Linked DNA regions of Salmo salar: region 1 is linked to region 2. The links are chromatin contacts, called in public Hi-C maps. All regions are on one chromosome and are shown on one strand. Each heading gives the region's core, a stretch centred on a gene start, on an enhancer-like site or on the middle of the called end of the contact. The rest is flanking DNA. Distances are from core to core; before and after follow the strand shown. Region 1 holds the start of LOC106562963 (formin-binding protein 1). Region 2 overlaps LOC106562963 (formin-binding protein 1).

Region 1 (7,314 bases), core at 1,840-4,339, 84 kb before region 2:
ACTGTCCATATCAGGCTTTTTGCCTCTGCCTTGCTCATTGAAACTACAACCTCAACATCCCCACTTCTAAGCGCTTGTTTAGCCAGTACATCAACTGCCTCGTTCCCCACCACACCATACGGGCTGGGTCCCTAGAAAATCTTATCTGTATACCAATTTGTCTAATCCTGCAATGGGTTTGTAGCACCTCATAAAGCAGGTCTTGTCTGCTACGTGAGCTAAAGGACTGGAGACTCATCAACACTGCACATGAATCAGAGCAAATAATTACTCTGTGTGGCTTGACTTCCTCCACCCACTGCAAGGCCAACAGTATGGCCATCCGCTCCGCCGCATATACAGCCAGACGATCTGTAATATGTTTCCTGACTTCCACCCCACATTCCTGCACTACAAATGCTGACCCAGTACGTCCTGTCATTGGATCTTTTGAGCCATCTGTGTAAATGGCCACAAAATCCTGATACACAGTATCCAGATGTCTCTTAAACAAATCAGATGGATCAACACCCTCCCTATCTTTCTGTAGTCTCTCCAACACTTCTAGATGAACTACTGGAGGCGGGAGTAGCCATGGTGGATTTACAGGAATAGCTACCGTTGGACTAAACTCCCTTCAATACAGTCCCATCTCCTTCGCCTGGGGATTACCCACCCACTCAAAGCTTGTGTTCTGTCTTCGCTCATGTTCCCAGCATTCCTGTAAAATCCCTTTCACAGGATGAGACACCCCATGTCCCTGTAGGTTGACCCAAAAATTAATTGCCAGTTACTGTCTCCTAATCTGCAATGGCATATCCCCCATCTCCACCTGTAGTGCAGCCACTGGGGACGTCCGAAACACCCCACTACATATAGTCCTTGCCCCTGTATGACATTTAGCCTTTCCAATGAGGTCCGGGCTGCCGAACCATACGCTATACTGCCATAGTCTATTACAGATCAGATCAATGCAACATACATGCTCCTCAATGAGGAACGCCCAGCTCCCCACTCCTTCCTTGTCAGACAGCGCATCACATTTAGTACCTTATTACACTTTCCCACCACTCTCTCAATGTGTTCTGTCCAGGTCAGTCTACTGTAAAAGTACACTCCAAGGAACCTGAAGGTCCCCACCCTCTCCAACTTTCTCTCATATAACATCAAGCATACCTCATCTCCCACCTTCCTCCTGGTAAAGAACACTTGAGTTTTCTCTACAGAGAACCTGAATCCCCACATTAATGCCCACCGCTCTACCTCCTCAATTGCTTCCTGTACCTTCCTGACTATGTATGGCACATTTATTCCCCTGTTCCATGAGACCCCATCATCTGCAAATAACGACATCCCAACATCTGGCTGTACCTGAGAGTAAACATAATTGATCATGATTGAGAACAACAGAGGACTAATCATGCTCCCCTGTGGTGTACCATTATCCACCAGGTAGCTGCTTGATAGTGACTTTCCCACCCTCACCTGGATAGACCTTCCAAACAGGAAATCCTTTATCCAGTTGTACGTTCTTCCTTCTATCCCCATAATATCAAGCTTGATTAACAACCCCTCCTTCCACATCATATCATACGCCTTCTCCACATCAAAAAAGACAGCTACAACAGTCTCCTTGTTCACCTGAGCCATCCTGACCTCTGCTTCTAAGCAGAGCACTGGGTCCATAGTTCCCCTTCCCTTCTTGAACTCAGTCTGATGTGGCGATTCTAGCCCCCTGCTCTCCAGGAAGTAAATTAGCCTCTCCGTAATCATACATTCCATAGTCTTACATACATGTGATGTTAAAGCTATTGGCCAATAGCTTGTTGGCCTCGTTGGGTCCTTCGCTGGCTTCCGGATTGGTACCACTACTTCCAGCTGCCTTGTAGTTTCCCCTCCTCCCACACTGTGTTGTACAACACCAATACCTTATCCAGTGCCTCATCACTAAGATGGGCCAACATAACATAGCACACCTCATCTTTCCCAGGTGAGGTTAACCCAGCCTTACCTATTGCCCTTTTCACCTCTGCCATGGTAAATGGTGCATTCAATGCATTATTTACATCCTCCATCCTATCCAGCACTCCAGGACACTCTTCTCTCGTTCTCTCTCCCCCTCTGCCTCTCCTCTGACACATTTGCAGAGCTATGCCTTGGACAAACGCTTTGGCCATCATCTCTGCCTTCTCCTCATCTGTCACTGCCACATCCTTCTCACTCCTCAACACTGGATAATCCCACTCCCTTCTAACCCCACTCATCCTTTTAATCATCCCCCACACTTCTCCCACAGGTGTCGCCCTTCCAATGGTGTCACATGACCTCTTTGCCTGACAGATAGTTCTCCTCACCAGGGCCTGCTTACACTGAATCAGATGTTGAAAGTTATGCATCCTTTTCAGTACTCTAAATGCCCTGTTCCTACTCCTCACCATTGCCCCACACTCCTCTGTCCAGCTTGGGACTGCTTTCCTCCTCTCATTAGCATAATGTTTTTTTTATAAGACTAAATTACAAGGTAGCATACTCTGCTGACACTGACACACAGATCAATAAAACGACGTTGTGTTATCCATATAGTAATACAACAAACCCTCCTCCATGCCCCAAATCCCCTCAACCTGCCTCTCTGAACAGATAACTTCGGGTTCCCAGCAATAACCACGATAACCACTGCCAATAGGAGATTGCGTAGAAAGGTTTTTCACAAAAATACTTTAACACCAGGGAGCAGTGTTGTCTTAATGATTAATCACATTCGTCCTGTTTCAGAACAATACACCCAAATCACACTTCAACATACATTTGAAGTATTCTTTATGCATCATAACCTTTATAACTTCGATAATGGCCATGATATTATATGGCCCATTAATAATATGATGATTTGTTATTAGCGTTACTCCATATGAGTATCATGGTTAATTAATTCAAAACACGGACGGTTTAGGAGCAAATCGGTGGCAGTCACCGCAGTGTAAAATACATATCATAACGTGATTATCAATTGTCACACGAAACAACCATCTGTGGCTCCGAACGCCCCCCCCCACCCCACCCCCCACTACGTAAACTCTTGTGCGTTTTCTGAGTGCACGCGCCTCCGCCGCTGTCATTGCGGTGCCCGCCCTCAGCACCGAACAGCAGCACCACATACTCCGTTTGAAGATTACGCTGCGGCTTCTGGCCATTTTGTAGAAGACAGAATGAGGAGGTGAAGAAGAAAAAAATTACGCACCGGGGAGGGAAGGACAAATTCGGAGGGCGCTCACGAAGAGACAGTCAGCCTGCAAGCAAGATTTAAAATTGAAAAAAAAAAACGCCTCAGTGGTTTACCATCGATACACCCCGTCTGAATCGTGGATTATTACGAGGAAATCGCATTGGAACCATGAGCTGGGGGTCAGAGCTATGGGTAAGTAGCAGAGCTTTATTTATTAGCCCAGATAACGGTCTATCAGTGGCTATCAATAGTGGGAAATACCCCGAAGACTCAACAGTGCTTGCAAACCAAGCCTGGATGTTTATTAGCTACATTGCAATAACTGCTATAAAAACCGTACCATATTTCCCAGTAGTCAATCAGTTCATTCCAACGAAGGCGAATTCAAATTGATCATGTTCTCTGCCTTGACTGACATGTAGCCTAGGCTATTGTATTGACGTGGTCAATATGTCCAGTTCTAACTGGGGCAGTTAGGCTTTCCAGACCGATGTGCATGTGGCTGTTGTAGATTGTACATCACAATGAGGATATTCACTGAGATATTTTATTATGCATTCAATTCAATACAATTCAACATAACACTAACATGCGTATCTGAAACACACCCCTTTCTTCACGTTTCCAGGCAGTGCTTGTGCTTCATCTATTTCACTGCTATTCCATTCCTGACCACATTAATTGATCTCCCTTGTTATGAGAAAGCTGAACACATTGTAATAGCCTACATATGGACACTGACTACACATTATTTTATGTAAATGAATGCTTGGTGGTAGTGTGGTACCTATAAACTCTGAAAAGACCTAATATACTCAACCACCTACATTGTATGAATATTGAACAAAAAGAGCGGCAAGTATATGATGGATTCTTATCAGTGCTTATGGATTTTGTTTTAGATTTAAGCGGCCTACACACTTCCTATATATGGTTTGTCTTGGCAACAGAGGAGAGTCTGAGTTGACAGTTGGAAGTTGAACAGGATATACCAGGGCTGCGGTTTCTCAGAACCAACTCTGACACAACTCACTCACTGTGCTGTATGACAGTCAGTTCTCCTCCCATGTCTCACACATACTCACGCTTAGAACCAGCAATCAAGCAAGCACCATAATCAAAACTGGTTGTACAATGCTGGATTGTCAAAGCTCACTTGATTTAGCGAAACCAAACCGTGTGATGGCTGTCTGTCCAACTTTATTTTAAATAAAGGGGAGGAGGAAGAGGGTGAGGAAGTAAAATAGAAGCAGGGGGGAAGAGCTGAATACCACTGCAAATTCCACAGCTATGATGCCACATTTCATCTACCCACTCACATGCCCTGATACCAAAATTTGAAGAAAAATGTATGCTAGTTAGTTGATGTACAACAGACATCGATCCCTGTATAATAGCCTTGAAGAAAGGCTCTCACTTATTTCAGCTTGTCTGCTTTTGGTGCCCAAAAGCAAGCAGCGTAATTCTATATTCGAAGAGGGGCTTCAGATGTGATGGATTCCAAGATACAGGCCTAAAACAGACCACACACACAAAACCCAAATCCCACGTAATGTGTCATAAACTCCGGCATGAGAATAAAGAAGATTACAGGACTGCCACAGCTATTTTTATGGAGCCCTAATAAGCAGTCACATCCTGTGGAATTCCTCTTGTTTGCCTTTTGTTTCAGAAGTTGTTGTTGTGCTGTAAAATGAGCCACTGGTTCCAAATTTACTGGTGAAGTGACAGTGTGGGATGCCATTAGAACCTGCTTGATTGCGTGTTGTGTACTTCACATCTGAAACATGCTTCAATCTCAGTGATAGGAACAGGGAAGTGGGAAATCTTGTGTGTGTGCTTGTGCTAAGTTCCCTGCCTCAGTTTTAGCAGATGGAGAAGCAGCGGGGTCTGGAGATGGTTAAATCTGGTACGTGTTTCACCTCATGAGAGAGACAGAGGTAGAGAGAGCCAGAGAGAGAGGTGGGGAGAAGAAGAGGGCTACAAAGGGGTCAGTTCTCCTGAATTCTTCTCCAATCATTTCCCTGGTCCAAGTTTATGGCGAACACTTAGTGCTTCTGAGGCCTCGTATTTGTGCCATGACATCAGCCCTATTTTTCTTACTACAGTTTAGTCATTTAGCAGACAGACGCTCTTATCCAGAGCAACTTACAGGGAAAATTAGGGATAAGTGCCTGGCTCAAGGGCACATCAACAGATTACTCACCTAGTCGGCTCGGGGATTTGGACCAGCGACCTTCCGTTACAGGCCCAACGCTCTTAAGCGCTAGCTTATTGCCTAACCAAGATGCAGTGCTCTGCTGGCCAGATAACGATGATAGAGCATTGCCCCAGAGTGTTCCAAAACACTTTCCTGTCTGCTTTCTTTCAGAAAAGCATACAGTGCTAGTGTTCACAGCGGAGACGGAGCGTTTGCAAATAATGTATTGCAACTAGATGCTCAGTGCTTTGATAGGGCTGAATAAGAACCAGACACTCTTTTTTTTTTTACGACCAAACAGACCTCTACAGGTGTGAGCTGGGGATGTACTGTAGCCTAGTAGTTGTAAAGCTGCTAGTGTGTTCGGTGTCCCTTGCTGTCATGCAAAACCCAATTTAAGAATTGGGGTCGGCAATGTCTTCGCCCTTTGTCCCGTGGTGACATCTCTGTGCTGTCATTTGTAGAAAAAGTTAAGAGTTTATTTCCAAAACTCTATATCCACCAATTTTTCACAGCTTTTTTTCTTCTGAAATGATTGCTTATGGGTACCCTCATGTGCGTTTAAAATATTAGTGTTCTATGATTTTTCATTCATAGATTTTAGATAAAAAACGCTATGTCAATTGTTTAGCTGGAATGGAATGTTCATATCCTGTATATTTGATTGTGACATGTGGTTGTCTCACCTAGCTATTTTAAGATGAATGCGCTTACTGTAAGTCGCTCTGGATAAGAGCGTCTGCTAAATGACTAAAATACAAAATGTAAATAAATGATTTACATACATATCTTATATTACAGTGGTGAATAATTGATTTTTTCTTCTAAATATTGATGTCACAAATGTATTATTTGTACATTTCGTTATAAAATGTTTTGTCATTTGTTACATTTGATTGTATAAAACCTAGCAGTACTACTTATATCTCTAAGAGTGAGGCGGATATATAGCATTTTGCAATAAAACGTTATTATTTGTCTCTCTGAAATTAAACCATCAATTGATAGATTTTAAACATTGAACAACCCCATGCCATGATTAGATAGTGGGAAAAATACACCAAGCTCTTTCATAATTTCTTTAAAACAATAAAAGCTAATTCACCAACATTTCTGAAAATGATTATATAGCGTTTTGGAATGAAACTCTTCAAGTGCATCTTAACTTACTTTTGTAGGCCTATGTGTAGAACCAAGATTACACAAGAGCGGACTACCTTGAGTGGCAAATAAATGTTTCCAGTGTTACGTTATTTATTCCTATGTTATTACACTGATTGCTTTCTTCAAGGCCAGTTTTATAATTTTAAATTATATGTGACAGAAAGGGAAGGAGTGGTGTGTTGCCACATGGGTCTTATCAAGCTCAGCTTATGGTGTTTTCGGCCTGAGCACACACAGAGTGAGGAAGTGATATTTCAGGAAGTGAAGTCAGTGTCACAGTTAAGCTGTGTTTCTCAACCACTCGAGAAGAACATCACTGGAGAGAGTTATAGACCTAGTGGACAGACTTCTTGTGATGTGACGCTCTCAGAGGTTTCTGCTGGTCTTGAAAAGAAAAGGCGGGGAAAGACCAGAATAAGCCTCTTTGCAGGCTAAATAATGTGGTTAGGTTACCCATCATTAGAGAGAGAATGTTCCATTTAGGTAGTAATGGTACAGTGCTGTTTTGGTTAGTTGCTCTTTTCTGTTTAATTGAAAATCGTTCTTAGTTACTATCTGTTTTCAACTCTGGCTTCATTGTAACAAAGCAGCAGCTCCCCAATGCTTTTTGGAGTGGTTGTGAGAGTGAATTTGACACACAACTGTGGTCAACAAGAGTTGCTGTAGGCCTATGTGGTCATTCAACTTATTTATGTTTCTCATTAAACAGATACCTCTGGTGAGGTACTTGTGTGTGTGTGTGTGT
Region 2 (7,493 bases), core at 2,791-5,290:
GGAATAGAAATAGAGTGAACAGAATTGTTTATTTCGATCAGTGTTTCAATCCTGTCTATATCTTTTCTCCATCCAGTCATATCCAAATGTTTGTTTAGCCATAAGATCTGAATTTCCCCTACTATCGCTCTCCCCACCTAACCCCACCCCACCAGGACTCGAAGCAGGTGGTGGAGTCGTATAAGTCTGGGTTCGAGCCCCCGGGGGACGTAGAATTTGAGGACTATGGGCCAGGCCAGTCCATGAAGAGGACGGTCTCTGAAACCAGCCTGTCCAACTCACGAGGAGAGGCCAAGGAACGACCCAGCGGGGGCAAGAGCAAGGGCAAACTGTGGCCTTTCATTAAGAACAAGAACAAGGTAACACACACACACACACACTCTCTCTCACACACATACTCGAAGGTCAAGCCTAGATTTGGGGGTAGGTTTTGTGACCTCACTTCCTTCTCCCTGTACAAGAATAAAGGACAAGAATGTGCACTGTTTTTGGCCATACTGTCTTTAACAGGGCTTCGATAATTATCCGAGACTTCAGGGGACATTGTTGTAGGTCTTGGTGTTACTGTGTAGTAAATAACAGTAAAATGTGACTTTAATGTTTCATTTGGGTTGTCATTATAGTTCTGTTGGGTTGTTATTTATCGTTCTGGTAATTTTGCAGTGATTTTGTGATTACAGTACGTTAGTAGTGTTGTCAGTGTTATTATTTGCCACCCTTTACCCCCCCCGCTGGTTACTCACTGGTCATCATCATCATCCTCACTGTCGTTGAGCCACCAACCAACTCTTAACTTTAACGTGTTACAACAACAACAACAACAACCCACTAATGCATCCTCCATAACTGAGTCCCACCACTCCTCCCCCCTTCCTCCTTTCCACTCCCTCTCTCTGGGCCGGACAGATGAACTCACTCCCCTGCACACTGACTGTCTGTCCTGTAGCCTAATAACAGTCTCCTTCACTGACCCTCCTCTTACACCGGGGGGTCTGTCTGGAATGGCCTCTTCTCCCACAGCACGGCCCCTTGGTTCTGTCCGGCTAGGCTGTCTAACACGGGGCCATTTGGGATGAGGGTCTAAGGTTGGAAGTGGCACCATTCGTACCTAATGGTGTCACTTCATGATAGAGCTAGGGTTTGAGCGTGTGTGGCGTGTGGGTGTGCATGTCGCTCGCTAGCGCCGATTCCCTGCGGTTTGAGCATGATGTGTGTCGTTTGTTTGGTGTTCATCCTGTTATAATGTAAGTGTGTTATCTTAATGAGACTCTAAAGCGTAAGGGACAACTAATGACAGGGTGTTTGTCCTTACCCTTTTTGTGAGGCCATGCACATACTGTACCCTGAGAGTGTAAAGGCGTCCGGATGCTTCCCATCCCAAACAGTTTGAGCGTATGTTATGACATTTTGTGACGTTTTTGTTTGTTTTGGTCTTCGGCAAGGTATGTTTTTCTGCTGTTCGTGCACACAATATTTTTTCTTGAGGCAAGCCCAAGTTCGGTAGCCGAAGTCTACGCCCCTTCACCGGTGATTGGTCAACAGAAGGGATTCTTCAATTAAGTCATTCAACGAGAGACGACTCATTTTCATGCACATTTTTTCACTTGAGAAATACTGCACCATACATCTCAGTTAGATGTAAAATTGCGCGACCAGGAGCTCCTCTGCCAAAACGTCAAAATTAATGACAGATTTCTTTCAGTTATCTTAGATTAATTCGTACTATTTTGAGAAAGTGTATACTGGCTACGGCATCCCAAGAGGGACAAACAGTACTATTGTTTTTCAAGCGAAGATCTTTTATGGGAGTATACGAGCGCACTCGTTCTAACCAAAGCATTCTACGCCTTTAGGGGAACAGAATGTCCTGGACGGACACAGACACACACATACAGGGAATCAGAGAGGTGCGGGTGGCTGTCATATTCGACCTCCACGTCTTTGGCGCCCGGGGAACAGTGGGTTAACTGCCTTGCTCAGGGGCAGAACAACATATTTTTACCTTTTCAGCTCGCGGATTCGATCTAGCAACTTTCCAGTTACTGGCCCAACGCTCTAACAAGTAGGCTACCTGCACAGTAAAAACATGTGAGACTTGTATCAGAGCAGAGCCGATACAGAAGACACGTGTTCGATCCTAGTCTTTGCTATATATAGAATATCTATGTCCAACTAGAACTCCTCTCTGAATTAAAAGAGCAGCAAACCATTTACTTGATTTATTTACGTTTCATTAACTTTGGTTTTAAAAGATGGGTATCCAAAGCGCTTTCATGCATGTTCTCTCGCTGAGTAGCAAAGCAATCTGTCAGTACAAATTGCAGATCTTTCTCTAGCTCCCAAAGGGCTGATAGCTCATTAATTGAGCATTAAGTGGTTTGGGATTGCAGAAGTTAGGTTTCTGTGATTGAAATTCAGCCACTGTCACATCTCGGAGGATATGGTGAATTTCTAGTCCAAGAGCTCGCATGTGATGACGTTTCCCCCCCAAAAAAAACACTTGCTACAAAATGGAAGCTTGCATGTGCTTCCTGTAAAGCTGTCTGTTTAAATGTGTGGCAGCTGCAGCACCTTGCAATAACACTCTATTAACACTTCTGACTCACTCTGTTTAGAAATGTTACGACCATCGCTTGACAAGTTGTTTTTACTTCACGTTTGTTTGTCTGACAAGATTATACCACATAACAGCTGGTTACTTATGACACTGGGTTTGTTTGTGTTTGATATCTCTTTTGGTTGTCTTTGTTCCCGTTGGGTTTTTCTGTTACCTGTTTTTAACATTATTTGGGCCCTTATTTATCTCGTTTTGTGTTCCTCCCTCCTTCCTTTTTTGTCCTCTCGTTTTGATTCTGCCCCTTTTCCTCCTCCTCCTCTTCTTCTTGTCCTCCGTCACGGCTCCCTCTCATACTGGTAGCTTATGTCCCTGTTAACGTCCCCGCACCAGCCCCCCCCTGCCCCCCCAGCCTCCAGCCCCCCCTCACCCTCTGCTGTTCCCAACGACCCCCAGTCTCCCAAGCAGAACAAGGAGCCCCTCTCCAATCGCTTCAATGAGTTCATGGCCTCCAAACCCAAAATGACTTGCCTCCGGAGCCTGAGGCGAGGGGTAAGTGTGTATCGTGCTGTGAGTGTTTGTGGTTGTGTGTCCGTGAGAGAGTGCGGTGTGTGTGTGTGTGTGTGTGTGTGTGTGTGTGTGTGTGTGTGTGTGTGTGTGTGTGTGTTTGTGCTCGCCTGTCTCCTAGCTCTGTGGCATCGCTGTATGGGGGAGGTTATACTCCAGGTGGCATCAGGCCTAAATTCTTCAGGTATCTCTTAATAATCTTGAATTGGCTATCGATTAGATCTTCATGATTTCCCAGTGTTCCAGAGATAACATCTCAACCTTAAAATGAAATGTGCTGGTCCAAATCTATTTAGGACAACTCTGTCTATCCTCCAGCCTCCTCCATACGGCGTTCTGCCTGTGTCTGTATCTGTGTTCCGCTTCTCTAGCATGCTTCCATAGTTCTGCGCTAGCGGAATCACATACTCAGTCGTCTGTCTGTCTGTCTTTCCAGACATAAACTCATGAACTCTCCAACCTGTTTCCTCAATCTCCACTTTGAACTCTAAAACTGCTTCACACACAATGACAGTGTCATCAGAGCTCCCTCCCAATGACAGACACGAGTGGGCATCCTGCTACCTTGTAGCTCTCCTTGGAGAGTTGCCATGATGATGCAATGAGATACATTGCTAGATGTAGTAATAGGGAGAGTATAAGCAACTGGAAGAAGTTTTGTTCTTTAGTCAATAATTACTTCCTTCCTTCCGCCTATCTGGGTCGAACTGAAATTCAGTAACAGTATAACGTGTTAAGATTATGCATAAGGTCAAAAGTCACAGTATATTGATTAGGACGTTGCGCTGGTGTTATAGGCTGATTGAGTCACTGAGTCTGACGGGCCGGGCCTGGCTTGCAGCAGGGCTTTTTTAGACGGCCCTGGGGTTCAACACACCCTCTTTATCTGCAGGCACACACACACACACGCTGCAGCTATCTGGTGTCATGTCGAGTTTCTATTCCTAAATCAGCCAGAACCATGATCCCTGTCCAGGTCACGCCCACGGGGCCAACAGAGCTCCCTCTTGACGTCAAGAACGTGCTAAACTGCTCACGTGTTCCTTCCGGCCTCAACTAATAAAGTTTGTTTATGTTTGTATCTTTTGAAGGGCAACAGTTAGAATGCACTAGAGCCATATATTTCTCATAGCCCGACCCACAACGTATGATGTCTGTGAAAGCAAAGGAACAATAGTAGTAGTAGTAGTAGTAAAAACAATGTTCTCTCAGTGATAAATTATTGAAGGTCAGGAGAAGGAGGAAGTGGGGCAAATCTAGCAGGAAGTGAACATCTCCCGAACAGGAAGTGGAGTAATGGCCATCTTCTAAACTGGCAGGCCAGGGTAGTTCTATATCTGAAGCATTGTTTTCTGTTAATGTTGCAGATTCAAATTAGTTCATTCCTCTATGACCTTTCTGTAACATTTGAATGAAGGGAAAGAAAGGGAAAAGGTCAGGTTTTTGTTATGGTCGGGCAGGGCCACGTATTGAGCACGAGATTGCCTATGTTTTAAGATTTATAGGGCTAAATATGAATCTCTCAACATCCTCTTCACTCCTTTTCATTATCCATATTGATGAAGTATTTCTGTTGTTTTTGTATGTGTATATTAACGTTGTTAAGAATACTCGTAGACATCAGTTTTGTGTTAAACTTTCTTTTCTTTTAGGAACTAATTTTAAAAGCAGTAGAGAAGTCAGTTCAAACATGAGCCGTCTGCTCTGCCCAAGCTGGAACGTGCGGCCATATTGCCTGCCCTGCTTAAACAGCTGCTCAGTTGCACAGCACCTCAGTGTCACAGTAATCCACAAGGCCTCTTAAAGAAGCCCTCTATCACTGTGGTCACACGCATAGAGATCCTATTAAATTACTAGAGGTGCTATGTCAAACCCCTCAAAGTTCCAGAATGGCATGAAAATGGCAGCTATACATGCGGTAAAGAGGTGAATCTAACTCTACCAAAACAATGGAAATGCCATGGTAATGTATGGGGGAACATCCTGAATCTCCTCATTGCCCCACAGGAAAATGAACCAACATTTAGGCTATTGTTTATATGTCTATTTCATACAATGTTGAGGTCAAAATTTGAGTAAATTGCTTGTACGGATGTCAACCCCAACACATGTTCATGTCATCGTCACCAATCAACTGCATTACAGTTAAAAACTACCACCACCGGTTTCTGTAGGGAAAGGATACCTAGTCAGTTGCACAATTGAATGCATTCAACCGAAATGTGTCTTCCGCATTCAACCCAACCCCTCTGAATCTGAGAGGTGCAGGGGGCTGCCTTAATCACCGTCATCAGTGCCCAAGGAGCAGTTGCAGTTGGGCGTTAACTTCCTTGCTCAAAGGGCAGATGGGCACATTTTCCCCACCTTGCCGGCTCAGGGAATCGAACCAGCAACCTTTTGGTTATTGACCCAACATTTTTAACCGCCAGTCTACCTGCCGCTCAGGTATGCTAGCTATGCTACCAGCTTATACGAACGGGAGTTAGCATTTAACAGTCACGTCTTCTAAAACTGAAAAGGGACAGCTTCTAAATGTTATGCAGCGAAAACAGCCCAAAATATAAAAATCTAACTGAAGTAAGCACATTGTGGGCCTGTTACAATACATAAATCCTGACGGATTTGACGAATATCCACTTTGTTAGATCAGATTTGTTGAATGTGCGCCAATCCGGCGTCCTTCGTCTACCCCCCATTGACCTCTTTATCGCATCCATTGTGGTCAGGGAGAAATCCAAACCAGTCTAATTGGAATGAATGGCACTAGAGGGATAGGTGATGCATTACCTGCCCTTACTAATGCGGGAAAATAAAAGTAAGGCATTTGATATATCAGTAATTGTGTAATAGAATTATTGTCAACCTAAAATATTGTCATATAATTAGAAATACAATTTACACAGGTTTATAAAAATTGCCTGTATAAATAGTCTCTAAAATATATATGTAAATAGACCATAAATGTCCCAATGTTTGTTTTCTTGGAAAGCTTTGTTATAATATGATACAGTACTTGTTGCATTTACAACTTGTCTATGTCCTATCATCAAATGATTTCAGCCTGGGTATGGCTGTAGGTTGACTGCATTGTTTGTATGGAATGTTATATTGGCAGGTAATTTGAAACATTATTGAAATCATTCCACTTAAACTGGCTGGCTATTAGCTAACACACATACTGGGCAGACAATCTTCAAATTCATTGTTTTACACAATATCTCAGCATTGGCTGACCAACTCCCTTACCAAAATGGCTGACCTTTTATACTGTCATAAGAAGATCCATGTCCGTTGTAGTATTCTAATTCCTAATTCTATGGTCACACGAACCAAGTTATTAGTCGATATCGTAGTACAGCACTACACTGTACAGGTGCTATTAGTGAGTGAAAATATGAATATTATCACTTTAATAAACCTCAGTATTGACTGAGCAAAATATTAGTTATGAAATGTGATATCTTTGAGAGGGCCGATGTCAGTTTTCTTTCCTTATGACAGGTTATATAACATGTGATATGAGTGTGTATTTTAATATCATGCTAGTTGTGTCTGTAGGTCGGGTTGTGGGTTCAGTCTTTGGCCAACAGCTGCACAGCAGAGGGATGCTTTACCCAGCATCCCCCAGTGGGAGGGCCTGTCATTCCACAGCCCTCTGAGCCAACGCCAGATATACAGGAGAGAGAGAGAGAGAGAGAGAGAGAGAGAGAGAGAGAGAGAGAGAGAGAGAGAGAGAGAGAGAGTGTCTGTGTGTGTGTGTGACATAGCAAGGATAAATGATGACAGCATCATCAGAGTGAGTCAGAGAGTGTTTCTGTGAGAAAACACAGAAAGAAAGAGAGATGGATGATGTAAGTCACTGAATGAGTGTGTGTGTGTGTGTGTGTGTGTGTGTGTGTGTGTGTGTGTGTGTGTGTGTGTGTGTGTGTGTGTGTGTGTGTGTGTGTGTGTGTGTGTGTGTGTGTGTGTGTGTGTGTGTGTGTGTGAGAGAGAGAGAGAGAGTAAACCCATTAGCCTCATTAGTAGCCCTGTGCTGATTGATGAAGCTGTGTTGTTCTCTCTCATAACCATGGCAGCAGCCTCCTACTCGCCCTCTCTCGCTCTGTTATCACAAAGACTGGAGGACTCAGGGCATACCCACGTACGCTTTCGAGGCCAGACAATATGTCGTAAGTGTGTATGTTGGCCAATGCGTGCGTGCGTGCCTTAATTAGGAACTATATGTTTGTGTCTCAGCAATGTGTAGCACAGACAGTAGTCTCATATAATGATGATACACTGACAGTATATATACTACCGTTCAAAAGTTTGGGGTCACTTTGAAATGTCCTTGTTTTTGAAAGAAAAACACATTTTTTGTCCATTAAAATAA

What was found. Hi-C and Micro-C count contacts between places; a contact is called where the count stands out from the background.
Region 1: a Hi-C map of muscle shows a contact between it and region 2, with 7 times the contacts expected there. The contact joins the promoter of LOC106562963 here to the enhancer-like site in region 2. A contact is called at or near these places in 3 of 3 Hi-C or Micro-C datasets (blood, gill and muscle).

The regions. Positions count from the first base shown.
Region 1 is chrssa11:67,805,162-67,812,475 of Ssal_v3.1, reverse strand. It overlaps LOC106562963 (formin-binding protein 1), which reads left to right and starts at 3,089. Exons shown (of 18, transcript XM_045689866.1): 1 at 3,089-3,397. The coding sequence starts at 3,374.
Region 2 is chrssa11:67,721,593-67,729,085 of Ssal_v3.1, reverse strand. LOC106562963 (formin-binding protein 1) reads left to right here. Exons shown (of 18, transcript XM_045689866.1): 9 at 156-359; 10 at 2,918-3,106. Among protein-coding and RNA genes, the nearest start is that of LOC106562964, 21 kb to the right of the region's middle. Within about 2 kb of position 4,040, at least 2 of the 13 cell types and tissues checked have an H3K27ac peak or open chromatin away from gene starts, as enhancers often do. A contact at or near this core is called in muscle, where this site is marked.